3 separate regions of the Sus scrofa genome follow, and regions 1 and 3 are each linked to region 2. The links are chromatin contacts, called in public Hi-C maps. All regions are on one chromosome and are shown on one strand. Each heading gives the region's core, a stretch centred on a gene start, on an enhancer-like site or on the middle of the called end of the contact. The rest is flanking DNA. Distances are from core to core; before and after follow the strand shown. Region 1 overlaps LOC106506385 (a long non-coding RNA gene). Region 2 has its middle 230 kb from the start of IRS1. Region 3 overlaps LOC102164493 (a long non-coding RNA gene).

Region 1 (4,619 bases), core at 554-3,053, 120 kb after region 2:
CTGACTCCATGATGGGTAAAAGAGGCTACTAGAGTGTGATCTTGGAAACTGGCAAATTACAACAGCACTTCCATGGAGTACATTTTTCAAGCTCCAAATAAGTGAGTTACAGCCACATAGGGAAGGACTTGGTTGCAAGTTGAAGCCTGTGTCGTCAAGCATTTTCCCACACCGAGCACATCTTCCTTTCTCTGTTTTATTGCCTTGTTGTGTTTTGTTTTGTTTTTCTAAGATGTGGTTTGGAAAGGAGTTAGACAGTTCTCCAACACAGATAAAAGTTCAGGAACCCCTAATCCAGAAATGAATGACAGAAGGTGACAGATCAACTTGCTGAGAAGTTAGCACTTTTCATCACAGCTAATGTTTGGCCAAGAAATAATCATCAATCTTTCTCCAACAACACCTGTAACCTCAGGTTTATTTATTTATTTTTTTCTCTTTTCATTCTTTTTCTTTCTGGTTTTTATTGAGGGACTTAGCCTAGTGCAGGAATGCGTTTTCTTTTTAAGACAAGCATCGTAGCTTCATGGGAAAACTAAATGGAATCTCCCAAACTTTAAACACATAGAGCAGACATCGTCTCCATCAGTTCTAAATAGCACAATGAAACGGGGGCTTGTGTACATCCTGCTGTGGTCCCCCTAGGACTGTGCTATGTGACATGAAATCTATTAGGCACGTGTGACTGCTTAAATTAAAATGAATTGAAAATGAGTAAAATGAAACCAGTTCCTCAGGTGCGGTGGCCACTTGTGGATCATGGCTGCCATATTGGACAGGGCAGCTATGGAGAATTTCTTTCACTGGAGAAAGGTTTTTATGGACAATGGGGCTGCAGAATATGGATTTTTTCATGGCAGAGCAGAGCTGGGGATCTTCACGACATCCGGATGATGAATTTTCAGGGAGGACCTCTGCAGCTCTGGACCAGGGCTCAGACAAAGACTTCTCTATTTTACCACGCGATCTTTTGTGCATCTCAGTGCGTAACATGAGAGTGTCATCACTCTGCTTTTCTGATGTAGAGGCTTATTGCTTCAGAAAGAGCTAAAGTTGCAGATTCAGACCTCTGACTCTCTTACACAATTCAGCAGGCCCTGAGCCGCCGAGGAGGCAACCTTTGCTCTCAAACACTTTGTAAAGAAGCAACCGAGCAAGGACAACGACCTACTTATCATGTTCTTCCCAAATGCAACAGATTGTGAGGATGCAGCCAAGGTCATAATAGAGTTCTGGAAATAAAGCTTCCTTCGTTTCCTGGGTGGCATGATTTTCAAGAACCTCAGTGCTTGGACCACCTGCTCAGGAAGGGGGTGGTGCAGACAGCAGAGAAAAATGTCAGCCTTAGGCTGAGTCAGCCTTTTGCGGTTGTCATCTCAGTTCAAATACAGAAAATATTCTCTTGACATCCCCTCCATAATTATTTGGACACCAGTTTCCACCTTCTAAAAGGCACCAAGTAAATTTGGCAGCCCAATAAGTGTTTTATGGAATGTGTGTTGAGTTGGCTTTAACTCTACCATCAGCTTATTCAATGAAAACCACAACAACAACCCTCTAAGAAGATCAAAGTTCCCTCTTTTAATTCCTTTAGATCATTTGGGGAAAGCAATGTTGATCTCTGTAAAGTTCAAGTCTACATAACTAAGTCAACCAACTCAGATAACCAGCCACCGAAACTTGCAGAAGCCATCTCTCCCCCTCCTGCCTCCGTCTTGTATTCCCATTCCCGGCTTAGACTACAGTTTGGAAGTGGCTGAATGAATTCACAAGTACTACCGTTTGCACTTTCACATACTGTTTAAAGGCAGAAGTATCAGGTTTCACAGGGCTGAGAGGAAGTTGGCAACCACTTCAAAGCAATGTTGAAGCATCTATTACTACTTTATTAAGCAAGGGCAATAATGATCCGCAAAGTGCCAGCTTGTTCACGTTTTCCTGCTCTTTCTGCATTTCATTGCAAATACCACAGCCCCTCTTTTCCTGCTTAAATGCCAGTTAGTGTGTTGCCTTTACAATTATAGATGTGACTGCAATCACAAAGAAAGCGCTAAAAGCACATGGCTCCATGACTTATACAGCTATGCGAGTTAGAGAGGGGTAGAAAAATCTGCTGTAAAATAGTTTGTCTCTTGTCACTTTTTGTGTATCTGTATACTCTTATCTCCCCCACTCCCTTCATTTTTGCATTCTGTATATTTTCTACAGGTATTGTGAAGAACAGTAATAATTACAAATGATTCGTCCTTACGGTAACTCAAGAGACACTTAACTGTGTGTTTCCAATGAGTCCAACACTTGGTAGCCCAAGTGGATGCAATATAAGTGCAAATATTCTGTACTATATCCAAGGAACATATAATCTAATCTTGGGGATAAGTAAGTCTAACCCACATTAAGCCACAATGACAAATTCTACATCAAATAAATGTAAATTTGGGGAAAATGGATGATCTGTTCTGGTCCCTTTCTACTGTAGTGGCGTATGAAATCTCAGACAGTATAACTTGAGGGCTCCATTATGCCCTACAGGCTGTAAGTCTTGTGGATGTTAAGATCTGAGGTGACAACTGAACTGCCATTCCTGAAACTTGACCTTGTCGCTTTTAACAAGGCAGGTTCTTACCAAGTGATCCCTCGCACTTAGGATCTATTGGTCAGCAACTAGTTTTACTCTGGTCAGCTGAAATCTACACTTACCTCTCCCCTCTGATGGTCCGTCCACACTGGGGGGAAGATGCATGGAGCTGAATGACTTTCAAAGCCACGGTCTCCAAATCTGCCTATTTCATGTTATCCCTTAGCACTTGGTCTTGTCACAGTCCTCTGTATAAGTTCCTATAAATGAATCCATTACATGGATTCTGAACGTTCAATCTGATTACTGGTCTTCCCGTTTATATGGAAAATGGAAATGGTTTGGTGTTTACCATCCCTCTCCCACTAAAAAAATCCAATATTTTCAGACATGGAAATGATGCCTACCCAGAAAAGTTGAGGGCAGGTTTAGAGATTACCAAGAGTACCACCAGCCTGTCATCCGAGTATCTCAGAACTCAGGTCTGAGGCCACAGTCTGTTTGTGGAGCATAGCTGGGTATGGCCGAGCATAAAGGAAGAGGAGGAGAATGGGTTGCTGTGGGTCTGCAAATCTCTTGTTCATATGTTGTAGTCACTACCTGACTTTTCTCTTGGATTGAGCACAAAGTCAAAGTTAATTCCCGCCTTTGACCACACTGGTAATGCTCACCCAATAATAAGAGCTGAATTGTTGCTCTTTTCCCTGTGTTGCTCTTGTGTCAAAGAGGTCATTTCTTACATCACAGCCAACTGGTTCAATCCAATAAATGGAGAAGCAGAGACTATATTTCCATATGCAAAGGGCCAGTGGACAGAATTTGGAGAAATTAGAAAGAAATAAATCACATTCACACCTGTGAAGGGTGTCTTATTAAGGAATGACACTGCTTTTTTTAGGCAATTGTTTGTCCAAATGGGCATTGGCGTTCAAAACAATCAGCTTAGGGGTTCCCGTGGTGGCTCAGTGGTTAACGAATCCAACTAGGAACCATGAGGTTGCGGGTTCGATCCCTGGCCTCGCTCAGTGGGTTAAGGATCCAGCATTGCCGTGAGCTGTGCTGTAGGTCACAGACATGACTCAGATCCTGCATTGCTGTGGCTCTGGCATAGGCCGACGGCTACAGTTCTGATTAGACCTCTAGCCTGGGAACCTCCATATGCTGTGGGAGCGGCCCTAGAAAAGGCCAAAAGACAAAAAAAAAATCAGCTTAGAAGATGATGTTTGCCAAAGACACAGTTCTCTTCAGCATAGTTCTAAACCCTGATTTTGGCATCACCTTCAGCTCCAATGTATGAGACACCCCTGTAAATCTAGCCCATTACTTTAAAATCACACTTGGGTTAAGTCCAAACTGTGTTGCCTGATTTGACCACTCCCTTTGTTAGCCCAGTGCCTCAGTTCATTTAGGCTCTTATAACAAAAAGACGCCAGAGACTGGGTGGTTTATAAACAACAAATATTTATTTCTCACAGTTCTGGAGGCTGGGACAACCAAGATCAAGGCACCAGCAGAATGGGTGTCTGGTAAAAGCCTACTTCCTAATTCCTAGTTTGCCGTCTTTCCATGGAAGATGGAAGATGACAGAAGGAGCGAGGAAGCTCTCTGGGTCTTGTTTTTAAAAGACTCTGCTGTACAGTAGGAAGCAACCACAACATTGTGAATAACTATACTTCAATAAAAGAGCAAACTGAAATATCTAAAGTTTCTAAAAAGGGTGCTAATCTCATTATTAATCCTATGAAAATCCTCATGCCCTAATTAACTCCAGTGACCTTCCTCCTCTTACCATCACTTTGGGCATTGTTAGGATTTCACGTGTCAATGGGGAAGTGGAGGACAAACATTCCGTCTATAGCACCCAGCTTGACCATAACCTACTGTTGGTTTTTCTCGAAATATATGTTCCAATAATGAAGGATGCCACTGATGAGAAAGTTCGAAAGTACAAATTACAGTCTCTGAGGCTATAATGCTTCCAAAGGGTCATTTCACAAGAGTTGGAGCAAAAGTCTTATTATTGGGGGTGTCCCCTGGTGGC
Region 2 (4,454 bases), core at 1,188-3,687:
CTCTATCTGCCTCCCAACAGCAACTCTGTGACAAAAGGCAGTGAAGAAGCAGGTCATTTTAAGAGGATCAATGGGTGGCCAAGGAGTGAGAAAACCTGATTATTACACATTGGATGGTTTGTGCTTTTAAAGTGTCCAAAGGAGAGATTTCAGTTTCCATTCCTAGGAGGAAAAATTTGTAGACTTTCAGGGATCTGCCAAGTAAAAAGAGCTCTTTGCAAATCATAGGGTAGGGGGAGTAGCTTTTATAACGACCTATTTATTGTAAGGACACACAAAACATCGAAATAGATTCCCTCTCAAGTCATTAAGAACATGGTGGCATGGAATGCTTTAGGTAAATGATATTTGTTCAGGAGATTTTAAGAAATGTCCTCCAGAGAAAGATCTAATCACCTGAAGACAAGTTTGGTTGTAATTGAAACAGAAGATGAGCACACACTGCGGAAGGGCAGGCCCTGCACTGTCCTGGCTCTGATGTCCTCTGTCCTGGGCTTTTGTCCTTGACCCAGTTTCTCCCATATCTAAACTGTTCTACAATGAATGGCCAGCATGGCTCCAGAGTCTGTCTGCAATTGCATCTACTCCAGTTGGTGGTAAGAATCTAGCTTGCCTTGTGTTTCTGGAAACCGGCCCCCTCCCCAAAACCTTCATATAATCTAAGCACACCATCCTGTTGAGGATTAGGCTAAGAGGAGTCTCTTTAGGAGATTTAAAATAAGACCAGAAACAAAGGACAAGAAGCACATGTTACCCACAAAGCCCTAATAGAGCACTCAGTCTTTAGAGCAGAAGTTCCCATTCTTTTAAAGACAACCAGTTATGGAAATGGGCATTCAAGGCCCAAGAGACTATCCTGCTGGCCTACCTCTCACCTTTCTACATCTGCCTCCCAAATACAAAATGCGCCCACTCTACCAGGTGGGAACTGGTTGCCCCCACCAACCAGTTAAGATTAAGTTGGGGCATCCGTGGCCTTTTAAGACCAAACCCAGATATACAAAAAATGAAATGTTTCCTTTTTTACAATAAACTCCATTTTTTATTTGGAGGGCTCTTTCACTAGGTGAGGATAAGGAAGAGAGAAGCATAATCTCACAGAATGCAAGGTCATCCCCAGAGATGGCCCTGTGGCCTGACAAACATGAGTAGATCAAAACCTAGAAGTACAGGAGCAGCAGCTGCCCACACATCTGAGAGTCTCAGCTCTTCAGCAGTTAAGTGACAGAAACACTTCCTTTCAGCATAAGACCTCCCTGGGGCCACATCGGAGCCCCTCATGCATACCCAGGAAATCTATGACTAGGAGTAAGGAAACTCAATGAGGCTACTTCTGGCCCATGTGTCCAAACACTTCTCCTCAAGCCTTCTAAGCCATGCCATGGGAAATGTCTTATAAACTAGAAAAATTGAAACATCTAAGAGCTGTGCTCAGGAAGCAAAGAACTGGTCTCCTCAACTCTCAGGTGGACTAACCCAACAGACGTTTCAATTGTCTCTTCCCTGCTCCTTGCTGACACTAGCTCCTGGTTGTTTCTCAAAAGCCTATGTCTCAACTTTATTCTTCACCTTTGACTCTCATCACATGCCAAGTCCATGGACTGTTTATCTAGAAAGGGTGAGTAGAGAAAGAAGTTGCTGTGTCTTATGTCATCTGCATTGTGTGTGTGCTCCAGTTTTAAGGCTTAAAAAATTAGTCAAGAATTTAGTTCTTTTGTTCCACTGTAACAACTCCCACGAGGCATCTCTTGATATTTATTTGTTAGGTTATATATTCCTAACTATCTTCCTACCACATAATCAGCTGGCAAAAGCGCCTACCTTAAGGATATGTTAGCTCAAGCAAGGGGTATGTGGGCAGCTATCATGTTTTCCTCACATTTCAGACTTGCGTGTTTAAGGCTGATGAGTCTTCCTGAACTACAGATGAATGCAATACACGCAGGTCTTTTCAGCCTCTCTGGGAGCCCATGTGCTGATGACCTTGTATTCATAAGTACATTTGAAAATTTGATTAACTATTTTTAATTCCTTAGTTCTCTCATTGGTAGCTGTGTCACCATATTCGCAGGAAAAAAATAATAATAATAATTCTAGATCTCTGCAGTCTCCTTAATAACAAGGCAATAGAGCCATTAAGGCTTGGGATGTGTTTCCAATAAATAAGAACAGTATTTAACCATATGTACAAATGGTAGAAGTATGTACAACGGAGTCATTTTTGAATAAGGGATTGCGTGGGAATCATCCATCAACAGTGTATTAATCTGCCAGAGCTGCCGTTAACAAAGCATCGCAGACTGGGGGACACCAACATTTATTTCTCACAGTTCTGGAGGCAGGAAATCCAAGGTCAAGTTGTCAGCAAGGCTGGTGTCTCCTGAGGCCTCTCCCCTTGGCCTGGAGATGCCACCTTCTCGATGTGTCCTCACGTGGCCTGTCCTCTAAGCCTGGGCATCCCTAGTGTCTCTTCCTCTTCTTAGGAGTGCACTGGTCCCCGGACTTGGACCCCACCCTCATGACCGCCTCGAACCCAAATTCTTTCTTCAAAGGCCCCATCTCCAAACTCAGTCATATTAGGAATTAGGGGCTCTACATATGAATTTGGGGGTGGTGGGGGGAGATACAATTCAGACCACAGCAAATATTATACATCAGTGACTCTACATAATAAGTAAAACCTATAAGCTCAATAAAGACGTTCCTTCTCTTCACACGCAGCCTTAGAATAAGGATTTTTAATTTTGTTTTTTCCTGCCAAAGGCTAACAATTCAAGTTGCTTCCCTTTTACCAATAGAGAAGCTGACTCAGTGCCTGGCTGTTTGCAATGCTGATCCCTGATGCAACCGTGGAAAAAATGGGACAGAGAGGAGTCAGCAAGGGATGTGGGTGTGACTAACGATGACTCACAAGGCGAGTGATCTGATTGCATCCAAATCACTACCGTGCCCTCCTCCCACTTACCAGTAGCAGTTCTTCCCTCTGACAAGGAGAAGCCCCTGTCCCCTTTCCTGGAACACCACTTCATTTATGCATTCAAAGCTCACATTTCTCCAACCCTCTTTCTCAACCGTGTTTGGCCGTGAGAAACACCCTCAATTATAGCTTAGCCATTACAAACACCAAAGGGCATAAGCCCTCAGGACAAACAGGGGTGAAAAACCAGGACAAACAGGGGTGAAAAACTCTCATGGAAAAAAAAAAAAATCCCCTTGTAGAAGAATACTGTTGAATTCAAAGTGATAGGATTCCTTGTCTGTCAGAATTGAACGTGAAGTAGACCTCCAAAAAAATCACTAGATCCCGAAGGAATTTAAAAATTATTCTTTTGGGGAATTTAGCTGCCTTTTTTTTTTCTTCTGAAGAGTCCTGGTGTACTGCAGCCACAAAACATGAGCGTAAAATAAATGTCTCTGTGAAGCAACTATTGCTTTCATGTTAATGAAACTACCTAAGAAGCAATGTTTAGGGACAAGAGTCACTACCACAATGGCTATGATTCTCTGTACATTTTCCTTTTATGAAATTTGTGAACTTTTGGCCTTTTTTATGGTTCCATTAGAATCTAAGACAGCACACACATAGACACAAACACAGTACGGAGATGATACTAAAGGCAAGATTGCACTAATCTATCTTTATATAAAGAGCACGTTAATTTGCCACTTAAGTTCAGAGTCAATTGCTTGGCTTTCTAGAAAATGTAATATCTATCATGAGTTTTAACCCTAAGGCTAGCCAGCCTCACCTTTCAAAATTAGATACTTGGAGTTTATTTCCTCTGTGAATAAAGAACAAAGAAAAATGCAGTAAAAAAGGGTTTCGTTGTTGTTCTTCAGTTATACGTATTTTTAATGATATCTGTGGTAATAGCATTATGACTTTCAGCCTTGCAATTTAATCAATTGAAAGGAATTACTTCGTGGCTATAAAAAGTGATGAAAGGCAAGAAAATTTTCTAGGTTATAAAAAGAAAAAAAATTTACACACACACAAAAAAACACCACACTTGGAATAAATGTATCATTCTATGATATTGTTCTTAAAATACAGAAAGAAAAATGACTGATACTTTGACATTGGTCTAGAATGATTGTGCCCACACATTAGAAAAATTCTCCCACATGTTCACAAATAAATTGACAATTCAACCAGTGAGCTCTATGTAGAAATTTGACATATGTTTGAACTTAACCATTCATACACAGAGAGAGAGAGAACTCAGAAACATCTGACTTTATAAACACCAGATTCTCATGGGCAGCCTTGTTTTTCATCCATGGCCAACCCCACTCCCCCATCCCCACCTTGGAGCACACAACGGGGGGAAGCGGCCACTGCCCCCATGGAGAGAGAAACTGAAGGTATTTAGACGTTTTAAAGAGTTAGGATTTCCCACTGTGTTGCAATGAGATCTGTGGCCACTTGGGAGCCCTGGGATGCAGGTTCGATC
Region 3 (4,868 bases), core at 1,385-3,884, 86 kb after region 2:
CATGGGGACCAAGTTCCACTTACATGTACACATTTTTCCCCCCACCCTTTGTTCTGTTGCAATATGAGTATCTAGACATAGTTCTCAATGCTACTCAACAGGATCTCCTTGTAAATCCATTCCAAGTTGTATCCAATAACCCCAAGCTCCGGATCCCTCCCACTCCCTCCCTCCCCCATCGGGCAGCCACAAGTCTATTTTCCAAGTCCATGATTTTCTTTTCTGTGGAAAGTTTCATTTGTGCCATATATTAGATTCCAGTTATAAGCGATATCATGTGGTATTTGTCTTTGTCTTTCTGACTCATTTCACTCAGTATGAGATTCTCTAGTTCCATCCATGTTGCTGCAAATGGCATTATGTCATCCTTTTTTATGACTGAGTAGTATTCCATTGTGTATATATACTACATCTTCAGAATCCAATCATCTGTTGATGGACATTTGGGTTGTTTCCATGTCTTGGCTATTGTGAATAGTGCTGCAATGAACATGCAGGTGCATGTGTCTCTTTTAAGTAGAGTTTTGTCCGGATATATGCTCAAGAGTGGGATTGTGGGGTCATATGGAAGTTCTATGTATAGATTTCTAAGGTATCTCCAAACTGTTCTCCATAGTGGCTGTACCAGTTTACATTCCCACCAGCAGTGCAGGAGGGTTCCCTTTTCTCCACAGCCCCTCCAGCACTTGTTTTTTGTGGACTTATTAATGATGGCCATTCTGACTGGTGTGAGGTGGAATCTCATGGTAGTTTTGATTTGCATTTCTCTTATAATCAGTGATGTTGAGCATTTTCTCATGTGTTTGCTGGCCATCTGTATATCTTCCTTGGAGAACAGTCTATTCAGGTCTTTTGCCCATTTTTCCATTGGGTGATTGGCTTTTTTGCTGTTGAGTTGGATAAGTTGCTTATATATTCTAGAGATTAACCCTTGTCTGTTGCATCGTCTGAAACTATTTTCTCCCATTCTATAAGTTGTCTTTTTGTTTTCTTTTGGGTTTCCTTTGCTGTGCAAAAGCTTTTCAGTTTGATTAGGTCCCATGGGTTTATTTTTGCTCTAATTTCTGTTGCTTTGGGAGACTGACCTGAGAAAATATTCATGATGTTGATGTCAGAGAGTGTTTTGCCTATGTTCTCTTCTAGGAGTTTGATGGTGTCCTGTCTTGTATTTAAGTCTTTCAGCCATTTTGAGTTTATTTTTGTGCATGGTGTGAGGGTGTGTTCTAGTTTCATTGCTTTGTATGCAGCTGTCCAGGTTTCCCAGCAATACTTACTGAATAGACTTTCTTTTTCCCATTTTATGTTCTTGCCTCCCTTGTCAAAGATTAATTGACCATAGGTGTCAGGGTTTATTTCCGGATTCTCTATTCTGTTCCATTGGCCTGTCTGTCTGTTTTGGTACCAGTACCACACTGTTTTGATGACTGTGGCTTTGTAATATTGCTTGAAGTCTGGGAGAGTTATGCCCCCTGCTTGGTTTTTGCTTCTCAGGATTGCTTTGGCAATTCTGGGTCTTTTGTGGTTCCATATAAATTTTTGGATTGTTTGTTCTAGTTCTGTGAAAAATGTCATGGGTAATTTGATAGGGATTGCATTGAATCTGTAGATTGCTTTGGGTAGCATGGCCATTTTTATAATATTGATTTTTCCAATCCATGAATGTGTACTATCTTGCCATTTCTTTACATCTTCTTTAGTTTCTTTGATTAAGGTTTTATAGTTCTCAGCATATAAGTCCTTTACCTCTTTGGTCAGGTGTATTCCGAGGTATTTGATTTTGTGAGGTACAATTTTAAAAGGTATTGTATTTTTGTATTCCTTTTCTAATATTTCATTGCTGGTATACAGAAATGCAACTGACTTCTGAATGTTAATCTTATATCCTGCTACTTTGCTGAATTTATTAATCAGTTCAAGCAGTTTTTGGGTTGAGTCCTTAGGGTTTTCTATGTATAGTATCATGTCATCTTCATACAGTGACAGTTTTATCTCTTCTCTTCCTATTTGAATGCCTTTTATTTCTTTTGTTTGTCTAATTGCTGTGGCTAGGACTTCTAACACTATGTTGAATAGCAGTGGTGAGAGTGGGCATCCCTGTCTTGTTCCAGATTTGAGTGAGAAGGCTTTCAGTTTTTCTCCATTGAGTATTATATTTGCTGTGGGTTTGTCATAAATGGCTTTGATTATGTTCAGGAATGTTCCCTAACAGTCCTATTTTAATAAATAAGTTAAAGGCTTCAATCTTACCACCTTGACTCAAAACCAAACTTGAGCCCAATGTACCAAAATTCCATCAGCACTGGTTAAATCTTTGTGAAGCTCATTAATCAGAGTTTAAACTCTCATTAATTCTTAGATAGGGGCCAGAGAGTGTTAATTCTTTCTCATTCCATGAGCTTCTCCACGTGCAACCCCGACCTTGTCTTACCCATTTATTCTATATTGGATATAACTTGGTGCTTAGCGCACAGAGGGTGCCAGCAGATTAATAAACACTCAGTCATTATTTGTGATGAAATGCTATCTTGTAGAAACTCAGTGCTTTAAAACTTACCACCACTCTCCCTCAACCTATTGCTTGGGATCACAACAACCCTATGCATGAGTTGCGGCTGATGATCATTAGCCCCACTTTACAGATAAGGAAACTGAAACTCATGATAAATTGAGCAATTGGCTCTGTCACAAAGCTAGTAATGTCACGTGTTGGATGTGATCACAACCAAATTTCCTGAGTACCAAGATCAAAGTTTTTGTTCTACTCTGAATACTCCCTCATTAAGTACTATCAATGTTTGTTAATGTTTGAACAAACGATGACTCCTAGTTAAATAAAGCTCTGAAGTGAAAAGACCTGGAGGATACCAACCTATCAGTTAGAGCTTGAGGTCAGCACGTTTATTTAAGTGTTGGAATGTGGTCTTTTCGCACTGACTGTCTTATAAATCAGACCAGCGTCTATTTGTCATCCGTGATGTTGGGTCATCCATGCGTTGAGGGGTCTGAGAATAACACTCGAGGGAAAAGAGCAGTAGCGTCTGTGTGGCACCCAAGGGCTCAGGGTGTTGCCGTTACCTACAGGAAGGTGAGGCCTGAGCCAAGTCAGTGGGAAAACAACAGTGGGGAGCCAGTGCCCTAGAATGAGTATGAAAAGGCCAAAACAAGCAAACAAATAAAGGCCAGAACGGTAAAGATCAGATCTATTTGGTCAGCTCTGTATTGACACAGCCTTTTTTGAGACTTTTATATTTAGATTATAAATGGGATCATTTTTAAGAAAAACTTTCATGTGCTTATATAACGTGGGTCTTAGAGCACTGCGTCCCTAGCAGAAGCAACACAAGCCAAAAATTAAATAAATAGGTGACTCTGTGTGTGTGTGTGTGTGTGTGTGTCTTTTAATATGAAGTTCATCAAAGTTAAAAGGTTTTAAGGGACTTGATTTGCATTTGAGCTGCCCAGTGTGTGAAAAGCCACACATTTTATTCCCAATTACCCACAGTCTTCTTTGCTCTCCACAAATACTTGAAGGACAGGACTAAGCCAAGTTATGCATGACTCAACACTTTTTAGCAGTATCTCTTAAACTTTTTTACCTCTGTCTAATCCCTGGTCATAGCCTCTGGGAAATTCAACACTATGTAGAAAAGGCTTTTTGCTTTATGGTCATATATAAAAGAACCTCTCACCCAAAAGTCATGGGATATGCTGCTGACTCAACGTAAAGAAGGATTTCAGGTTGGGTCAGCAACATAGCCCTGGAGTGGAGGCCGCCAAAGTTCCCCTTAAGGCCAGGTCACAGCAAGTTTACTGAGGAGACTAGATGGATACCTGTGATGACGGCTGGAACTCACTCCAAAACCAACATCTATAAAAAGAAACTTCTCTTCAACCTTCCCTTCCAATCAGGAAACCTGTGTGTTTTCTTAGCAGGGAAAAGAGACAAAACCCCTTTTCCTCTTCCCTCTGGCTTCTCTGGGGAAAGGATACAACTTCCAGATATTCTGCGAGATGCTGTGCCTTTTGTTTTTGTCCATTAAGTGCCAGGTATGTTCATCTGGCAATGTGAGCACCTCTTGAAGTGCTCCAAGAGGTGGGAAATGGATGTGTAATTGTCCCTGGTTCCCAGGCATCAGTTTTGTTACCTCTGAATCAGGTTATAAACAGTGAGTCTGCTCTGATCTGTGCACTGTTTTGAGACCACCAGGCAACAAGTTACACCTAAGGAGAGGTAGTTCATCTGTATCTGCATTTCCAGTTCCCCCACACTAGCCTGGGAGTTAAAATACCATCACAAAATAGCAGTGGTTGTATTTCCTCTACTGTCACTTCCTCTGACGTCGTCGCCAACCTTCCTCAAAGCCCTGCCTGCCCATTAGTAGAAGTACCCCGCCAAGGGGTGACCTCCTGGGCACCATGGACAAGACCTCTGCCCCACCTCTATGTGACTATCTTTTACCAGCTCTCTGTGAGCCTCTGTTACCACCTTGCTTGCCTGCTCTGGCCCCACCACAAAAACTGGCCCTCCCTGACAAAGCATCTGTTCTCTATGTTCGTCTCAAAGCTATTAGTTGGGCTCTAACCACTCATCCCGTTGCTCCCAGCCCCCAACCCACCTCCCCAGGCAGTGGCACTGATAAGACACTGGATCCCATGAGTATGTGCATGGTGTAGCCTGCAGAGTCGAAAATCTGCAGGGCAAGTCCATGAGCTTGGAGACCCAGGGAAGAGTTGATGTTGCAGATCAAGTCCAAAGGCAGCTGGGAGAAAGGTCAGCCTTTCTTCTCTTAAGATCTTCAGCTGATTGGATGTGGCCCATGCATGTTAGGGAGGGTAATATACTTTATTCAAGGCTAATCATAAATATT

Evidence for each region. A called contact is a pair of places that touch in the nucleus more often than the background predicts.
Region 1: a Hi-C map of liver shows a contact between it and region 2, with 3 times the contacts expected there. The contact joins two enhancer-like sites. A contact is called at or near these places in 4 of 47 Hi-C or Micro-C datasets (all in liver) and 1 of 2 datasets of contacts at active chromatin or transcription factors (alveolar macrophages).
Region 3: a Hi-C map of liver shows a contact between it and region 2, with 2.4 times the contacts expected there. The contact joins two enhancer-like sites. A contact is called at or near these places in 6 of 47 Hi-C or Micro-C datasets (embryonic fibroblasts, fibroblasts, liver and 1 more) and 1 of 2 datasets of contacts at active chromatin or transcription factors (alveolar macrophages).

What each region holds. Positions count from the first base shown.
Region 1 is chr15:128,197,173-128,201,791 of Sscrofa11.1, forward strand. The region is part of intron 1 of LOC106506385 (a long non-coding RNA gene); the gene reads right to left. Among named protein-coding and RNA genes, the nearest start is that of IRS1, 110 kb to the right of the region's middle. Within about 2 kb of position 1,804, at least 5 of the 83 cell types and tissues checked have an H3K27ac peak or open chromatin away from gene starts, as enhancers often do. A contact at or near this core is called in alveolar macrophages and liver, where this site is marked.
Region 2 is chr15:128,075,809-128,080,262 of Sscrofa11.1, forward strand. No RefSeq gene overlaps it. Among named protein-coding and RNA genes, the nearest start is that of IRS1, 230 kb to the right of the region's middle. Within about 2 kb of position 2,438, at least 22 of the 83 cell types and tissues checked have an H3K27ac peak or open chromatin away from gene starts, as enhancers often do. A contact at or near this core is called in alveolar macrophages, liver and skeletal muscle, where this site is marked.
Region 3 is chr15:128,162,062-128,166,929 of Sscrofa11.1, forward strand. All of the region lies in intron 3 of LOC102164493 (a long non-coding RNA gene), which reads right to left. Among named protein-coding and RNA genes, the nearest start is that of IRS1, 140 kb to the right of the region's middle. Within about 2 kb of position 2,635, at least 4 of the 83 cell types and tissues checked have an H3K27ac peak or open chromatin away from gene starts, as enhancers often do. A contact at or near this core is called in alveolar macrophages, liver and skeletal muscle, where this site is marked.